Regions from separate parts of the Danio rerio genome. Here region 1 is linked to region 2. A link is a contact called in public HiCAR-type data. All regions are on one chromosome and are shown on one strand. Each heading gives the region's core, a stretch centred on a gene start, on an enhancer-like site or on the middle of the called end of the contact. The rest is flanking DNA. Distances are from core to core; before and after follow the strand shown.

Region 1 (3,775 bases), core at 1,004-3,503, 440 kb after region 2:
TATATAAATGGTATATAGGCTAATTACATAGCCAATTTTGGTATAGTCCATTAACAACAACATCAAAAAAAAGTGTTGTTTCACTTATTTGAGTCTTATAAATAAATAGTTTATAAATAAATACGTATAAATAAATCAGTTTGGCCTTCACGTAAAAATTATAAGACATTTTAAGATTTGGTTAGCATCATATAATTGTTTTTTTGTATGGCTTAAAATGTTGCATTAAAATAATTAAGTTTAAAATTATTGTTTTTTTTACACAAGTATTTTATAGTGGGACGATCCATTGCCTGTGTTTGACAGCAAACATTAAAGAGGACACAACAACATATAGGCTAAATATACCGAAAACAGGTTGTATTTGAAAAGTATGGTCCGTTATTATTATTATTATTATTATTACTATATGCCTTTGTTAATATTATTTCTAGATAATATTATATTTTACAGATCACATCTAAAGTATTGGCTACAATATTAATGAAGTTTACTCTCCACAGAAAGAAAAATTAGTCTGATTGAAATGCTTATTTAATAATGTATTTTAATAACATTTTGCTTTAAATGTTTTGTTAACTTAAATTTAACCAAACACGTTTTTAAATGTATACTTAGGCTAAGAACATACTAAGCTTAGCCACTGCGTTCAACTCGATTTGCTTTCAATTTAGTCAATAACAAGGCAAAACAAACAAACCAAATGCACATCATTACACCCATGACTAAGGCCTATATAAAAATAATTGTGGAATTTATAATAATAATAATAATAATAATAATAATAATAAACAACAGAAAACCGCCTTTCCATATTCCTGTTTATTCTTATCTGATAACATGACCCGTTTGGAAATCTACATTGGCGGGAATGACAAACGGGTCTGAAAAGGACATCGGCTATTCTGGCTGCTGCCATTCATTTGGTCATGTCATCAGTAGATATAAGTCAAGGCTCCCACGGCCCTCGAACTCCTCCAGGTGATTTATTGATCTTTCAGCCTCGTGCTTCGACCCATTTACTTTAAAACCGCAACCATATTTCACTGAAAATACAAAGACGTTTAAACGAAATCCTCAGCAGATTTCAAAATTTAAACATGAGAGCATTGGCCTAAACAAGCGGGACAAATAAGCGAAAAATTGAAGCTTTTTAAACAGCAAAATTGATTGACATTGACATATCGTGAAATAAAGGTAAAAAACCCGCATGACTGACACTCAACCAGTTTGTGTCAAAATAGGGTGATTTTTAAATTAATCGCCTTTGTCTAATTTGAAACTACAATGAATTCCTGTTCAAATATTTATCACAAATGAAAAAACAAAGAAAGAAAGATCTAATCAGGTGGATTTTAGTATAATGTCTGATGCTATATATTGTGTGATGATGATGTTTGTTTGAAAACAATCATATTATTTGGATGAACAGATATGGCACTTTCTACAATCAGTACACACTACACATAGAAAGAGAGAGAAAATATTATTGCAGGATTCAAATTCTTAATAAATGGTAAATCGAAATGACGACAAATTAAACTTATGCAGATGATGATGTAAAATCTTAGGATTAAATATTTTACATCATCAAACTGTCATAGGGATAGACTTATTTGCATTTAGAGCTAATTTAAATAAAAATTTGCCTTTTTATTTATTTGGAAAAATTAAACAATTGTCTATAATGTTTGACGCGACAGTATAAAGACATACTGACAGACAGATTTTAAAAAATCCGAACTGCAATAATAAATACTACTTTTTGGGGTGGAAAATTCAAATATTTATAGGCTTATAACCTAATGTTTAGCCTAAACCTGGGTGAGGAATACAATACAATGTAGAATCCGTTTAAAAAAAATACTTAATATAAATAATATTTAATTTTAAAGCTCCCTAAGGTGCATGAAACTTAATTTCTCGCCGTACTAAATAAAATCACAATTTCAAATGTTCTTAATTTACCTTTTTTAACCTAACAGTCGAGAAATTTACCTACGTTTTAAACTATCAATGTGGGGTCGAGAAAAAGGCTACAACTCATGTTTTACGACGAACAGACTTGCTTTTCTCGTGAGATGAGCGCTCGTTTGGAGTCGTGTGAGTGAACTCTGAGCATCGGGTTGTTTCGGGTTTGGTGTTATTGAAGCAACGTCAGCGATGAGGCGCTGGGGGGAAGGAGGGAATTGAGTGAATGAGCCAAGATATTCACCCCAGTGTTTTAACAATTCAAGCTGTTCAACGGATACCCCGTTTCCAAGAAAACATCACGTAGTGGCTATTTGCCTCTGAGACGAACACTCACCGTTGTAAGCACGGGGCTCGCGGCGCTATTTGAACAGAAGCAGACTCTTGGGAAGAGACAGCTCTGTTAGCTCATGATCAGATACAGGGGATGCTGAGCAGCTACCAGTGCACTGGACTCAACGCCACACCGGGACGTAACTTCCTGCTGTAATGCCGAAGTGGACAAATTACTGCGTTCTGGAATGATATGGAGGATTTCAGAGCATAATATTTTATGAGGTAACATTACAATTTGTTTTCAGTAGGTCATATCATGCTGCCCTGAAATCCTTGTACCGGACTGAACCCACACTTATATGTGTGCTAGGAGGGCGGTAATGCGATTAGACGCAGTTGATCTATCCTTCTTTATCAAATTAAGTGATCAACGAGAAGGCGTCAGTCCTTCATAAATAAAACCTTGGCTATACTTTTCTTTAACATTGTCTTAAGATCGTAGTAAACAGTAGAATAATAGTAGACTAGTCAGTCGGCTTTCTTTAAGTTCACTATTTAAAAGAGCATACAGTTGTAATCATTTTGCATTGTCAAAATTCCTTGTAAATATGATCTGGTGTACGATTTACTGTTTATGCTAAAATATGATCGCTGCTGTGTGTAAATCTGGACCAGGCTGTACCAACAGAAAGCACTGCGGCCTGTATATGAGTTTTTGCTATTTTTTAATGAGTTGTTAGAAGATTATATTTGATTTTAGGAAAATATAGTTACTTTTTGTTCGTGTCATCACTTTTGCCGCGATGGATGGAGGGAGGTACGCCTAAGGCCTCAAAGCATCAGCTTGATTCGTTCGGATGGCAACAGCACAATGTTTGGTAAACGCTGACAAACAACTTAATGTTTTAGACGCTAATATGCAAACGAAATATATCTTGATGATCAAACAAAAGTGGCTTGCAAAAGTAGGCACAATGTAGTATTTTAAACTTCAGTTTGTTTAAATAAACGTTTTTTGGTTTCTTTATTTTTAGGCCGGAGAAAACATTAATTTGTTTTCCTCATGAATAAATAATTTTCAGGCATGTATCACTACACAAATTAAATAATTCAATAAACAACATCTATGATTAATAATTAATTTTCTATTTGTTGCACTTGTCAGTATAACAACGAAAATTCGATGTAGCTACGTAAAAGTTGGATAAAAACAATGAAAAATAAAAAATACTTATTGGATTTACTAATTTGTTTTAGGATAATTAGCTTATTGTTTGTAACATTTTAAAATGAACCATTTTTTCAGTCTACAGCAATAATAATATTGTCTATCAAATCACTTATTAAAAACATTCTTTGTTGACATGTGGTTCCACAATAATCTTTAATATTCATGACACATTCAATTCAAGGTTTTTGTAGCAGACCATTTGTTCTTGATATTTTTATTTTAAAATTGTTTTCCCTTCCAAGCTTATAAAGAACTGAAAAGTTTTTTTTTTTTTTTTTGGAACGCAAAATGGCTCTT
Region 2 (3,983 bases), core at 1,373-3,872:
ATTTCTCCTCCTCTCCTGTGGGGAAGAAGCCCCGTAGTAGTTTGACCCAGTCCTCTCTTAAAGAGTCCTCTTGTACATCCTTGCAAATACCAAGTACAGAGCCCTCGGCCAGGAACAATGGTGATGGAAGTGGTCAGTCTGAAAACGCCCAAGTGTTGCTTCAGCATGGGAAGACTACTGTATGTGTTTGCTGACATTTGTGCTGCTGTTACAATGCAATCCATTCATTCATGCTGGACGGTCAGACTCTGATATTCATATAGTTTATATAAGCTATCGAGAAACCAAATCCTGAAACAAGTAACAATGTCAAAAGAAAAAAAAAATCACCCGCTTCCATTCACAACACTCCAGCTTTAGTGTGTTTTGTGTTATACTTTATATTTTACAGACCATTGAAAATGAAAATGTGAGATTTTGTCTGATTTTAAATGAGTTTTAATTTTTACACCTTTGTATGTCCACTGCTCACTTCTATTACGCTTCGGGTCAGTCAGGTAGAGATGATGGGTCAACTAGGGATATTTGCACTTTACTTTGGATTTGTGCTGCCTGGAGAACTGTGGGGGAAAATGACCAAAAAAGAAATTATCTTCTGAGAAGATATCTCTCTGCAGCTAACATGTCACCTGTTTCAAAAATAGTTTTTGGGATCAATGCTATTGGTTGTATTTGTACATGGTTTTAATTGACAAGGAGAACGGTAAATCATTTGTAGTGTTCACTGATATCTTAACCCTGTGTCATAAGGTTTAATATTAATGTAGAATGTGAGCATGAACTTTATGAATTATGCATTTTAAACAGTTATTTTAATGTTTCCACGGATTTCATTAACATTGTTTTTGTCTCTCTGATGGGAGTAAGTGTCATTCTAAACTGAAGGTGCTGCTATGCTAAACAGGTCAATAAAAAAAAAAAAACGTTTTCGTCAATAAAAACATAGGATGTATTGAAGATATGAAATATCTGTTCCCATGTTTACATCTGAGTTTTTTTTATATTATTCATTTAAATCATTAAAAGTAATTCTTTAATGTGGACAACCATTAAGTCAGGGGTGCCCAAACTGTTTCATATAAAGGTCCAAAAATCAAATCTCATTTGTTAGCCGTAGGCTGAAAATAAATATACCAAACCATTTTACATTAAAGTTGCCAAGGGTAATTTCCTAATTTGTTTAATTTTTTTTATATTATAAAAAAATAAATAGAAAAAAATACTTTGAATTGTTTTAACTAACACAGTATAACTTTTCATTCATCATTCAATTTTTAACGCTTTTCTATGGGCGGGTTGCGGGGGCAGCAGTCAGAGAACCCCTGACTTCCCTCTGCCTAGACACTTCCTCCAGCTCCTCCGGGGGGATCCTGAGGCGTTCCCAGGCTGGCCAAGAGACATAGTCCCTCCAGCTGTCCTGGGTCTTCCCTGAGGCCTTCTTCCGGTGGGACATGCCTGGAACCCCTCCCAAGGTTGGTGTCAATAGGAATCCGAAACAGATACCCGAGCCACCTCAGCTGACTTTTCTCAATGTGGAAGAACAGTGGCTCTACTCCGAGCTCCTCACCCTATCTCTAAGAGTGTGCCCGCTTGTATCCGAGATCTTGTCCTTTCGATTATGACTCAAAGCTCATGACCATAGGTGAGAATAGGAATGTAGATTGACTGGTAAATTGAAAGCTTTGCTTTTAAGCTTAGCTCCTTTTCTTACCACAACCAACCGGTACATTGACTGCATTACTGCTGCCGCTGCACCAATCCGCTGGTCAGTCTCACGTTCTATTCTTCCCTCACTGGTGAACAAAACCCCAAAATAACTTATTCCAATAAAAAAAAAAAAAGAATCATATTTATAACAGTGGAGTTCAATGTCGAATACACTAGTCAAGCAGAATCTTCCTTCGCCTTAATTCACTCACTGAAGTCTTTACATTGTCCTCTATCTGTTGTTCATACATTTTAAACTAAATCTGTTTAATATAAACCATTTAGATTAAAACATTTATTTTTAGATGGCTTTTGTAGCTTAACAATAAAACAAACAAATAATAGGGTACATTACATTTAAAAATGACAATCTCTACTCTAAACCATTCTCAGATGGGATGGCGGGCCAAACCATAGACTGTAAAATATAGGCCAAATCAAATGTTACCGTGGGCCAACTTTCGCCCGCGGGCCCTGGTTTGGGCATCTTTGCACCAAGTCATATCCATTTATGTTTTTTTTATGCCAAAAAAGCCTCGTTTTCCGAAAGAAGACGGAAATGAACGAAGTATCTCGGCGGGTGGTCGTCACGCGATATTTCGATGTAAATAAACACACCAACGTGACCTGATGCAACATGAGGGTTTATTAAGACTTTTGCACATTTTCAGATGTAGATATGCTCGTATGAACGCGAACCAAACCAAAGTTTTTTAAAACATTGCATGTTGATGTGGAGGTTAATTTGAACAACCTCGTCAGATTCGTTAACGAACAAAAAAACCTTAAAATCTCCCGTCATCCATGATTGGTCAGAAATGCCCAAGCGCCCGCCTCTAGCTTAACTTCATTGGCTACTCGGTCCCTACACTCATTTCCGATTGGCCAAAGTCTTTGTTGTTTCCGCTGCATGTCAGCTTCACTGTGGCGTTTTGTGAGGACCTCCGTTGCTCTGAAAACACAAAGCCTCTGGTCAGTACAAATGTCGCTTAATTACATACCCAACGCTACATTTCAGTTATACAATTTATAGGAATTTATTTCAGGAAGTGATATAAGTTATTGTCATTGTTTGGTTTATTGTCTTTGAAGCGTTGTAATGACAGATAGCGGTATTGGCTAAGCTAACAGACAGAGTGGGAGATAGTTGATATGATGAAATGTTTGAACGGACAAAACTGCCAGCTGTGTTACTCTGACATCTGCTTGGACATCGTCTCACAATAAATTGTTTAACATTTATGGCAAAATGTTACTAAACCAAGAGACATACACATATTATTTGTAGTATATCACAGTCTGTTTATTAGTAAAACCTGCTGGAGTTAATTTGAAGAGTTTGCTTTGTTTATCCCACACAGATGTTTGTCGTCTTAAGTTGGCTGTTTGTAACTTTTTATGATTAATTCTTATTAGAAATGTGCCCATGGTGCTGATGAATCCAAACCATTCACATCTTTGTTTTCATTTGTTTACATTCATCTGCAAAGTGTTGCCATTTTGAAGTGATGCAGTTATCATATTTACTTTTATACCTTCTCAGTGTAGGGTTATACAGAGACCATATTTATTAATGATAAACTGTGCTCTAATGTGAGATGTACCTACAGTGAAGCTTAGTGTAATAATCTTGTGAAAATAATGATGTGTGCTGTAATATAATAAATCCATGTACTCTGTTTCAACAGGATACTGAGTGGTTGACCATGGCGTCTGACTCGCCACGCAGACCGAGCCGCTGTGCTGGTGGGGTTGTGGTTCGAGCACAGGCTGCAACGTAAGAACACAATCTCTCTTTTTTTTGAATGTGTAAATCCAGTGTTCAGGATTGTAAATATTAAGATGTGTTGCAAGATATGGTAAAAAAAGAACATTCCTGCCCATGCTTTTATATGTAATTTTATTCTCTGGTATTTTCTTGTTCAGATATCTGTTTTTAATCATGAGTACTGGTTTGACTCTTTTTCAGTGAGCAGTCGTACATGGAGAGTGTAGTTACTTTCCTGCAGGATGTAGTACCTCAGGTAATTGTTTTCCTTTAATTTTGTGATTGCAAAACTAGAAATTCACCTTTTTTTGTTTCATGTAATTTGGTGTCCATGTTGATAAAATAAAATTCTCTCCTGAAAGGTTTGTAGAATTTTAAAATTTCAAGATTTTGAGAAAAAAAAACTGTTAGATGTACAAGATTCAAATACAATATAATAGTATATGCATTTAATAAAAAAGTCTGCAATTAAGATTTTTTCCCCTTTAGATTTGCAACTTCATTTCTT

Evidence for each region. HiCAR-type assays count read pairs that join an accessible place to other places.
Region 1: a HiCAR-type map of caudal fin shows a contact between it and region 2, with 3 times the contacts expected there. The contact joins the promoter of tbx4 here to the promoter of bcas3 in region 2. A contact is called at or near these places in 5 of 18 Hi-C or Micro-C datasets (caudal fin, embryo, hematopoietic stem cells and 1 more) and 2 of 4 datasets of contacts at active chromatin or transcription factors (caudal fin and embryo).

Annotation. Positions count from the first base shown.
Region 1 is chr15:29,871,592-29,875,366 of GRCz12tu, forward strand. It overlaps tbx4 (T-box transcription factor 4), which reads left to right and starts at 2,254. Exons shown (of 9, transcript NM_130914.2): 1 at 2,254-2,529.
Region 2 is chr15:29,436,152-29,440,134 of GRCz12tu, forward strand. bcas3 (BCAS3 microtubule associated cell migration factor) reads left to right here and starts at 2,623. Exons shown (of 24, transcript NM_200622.1): 1 at 2,623-2,679; 2 at 3,396-3,484; 3 at 3,677-3,731. The coding sequence starts at 3,414. It overlaps ppm1da (protein phosphatase, Mg2+/Mn2+ dependent, 1Da), which reads left to right. Exons shown (of 6, transcript NM_201090.2): 6 at 1-952. The coding sequence ends at 194.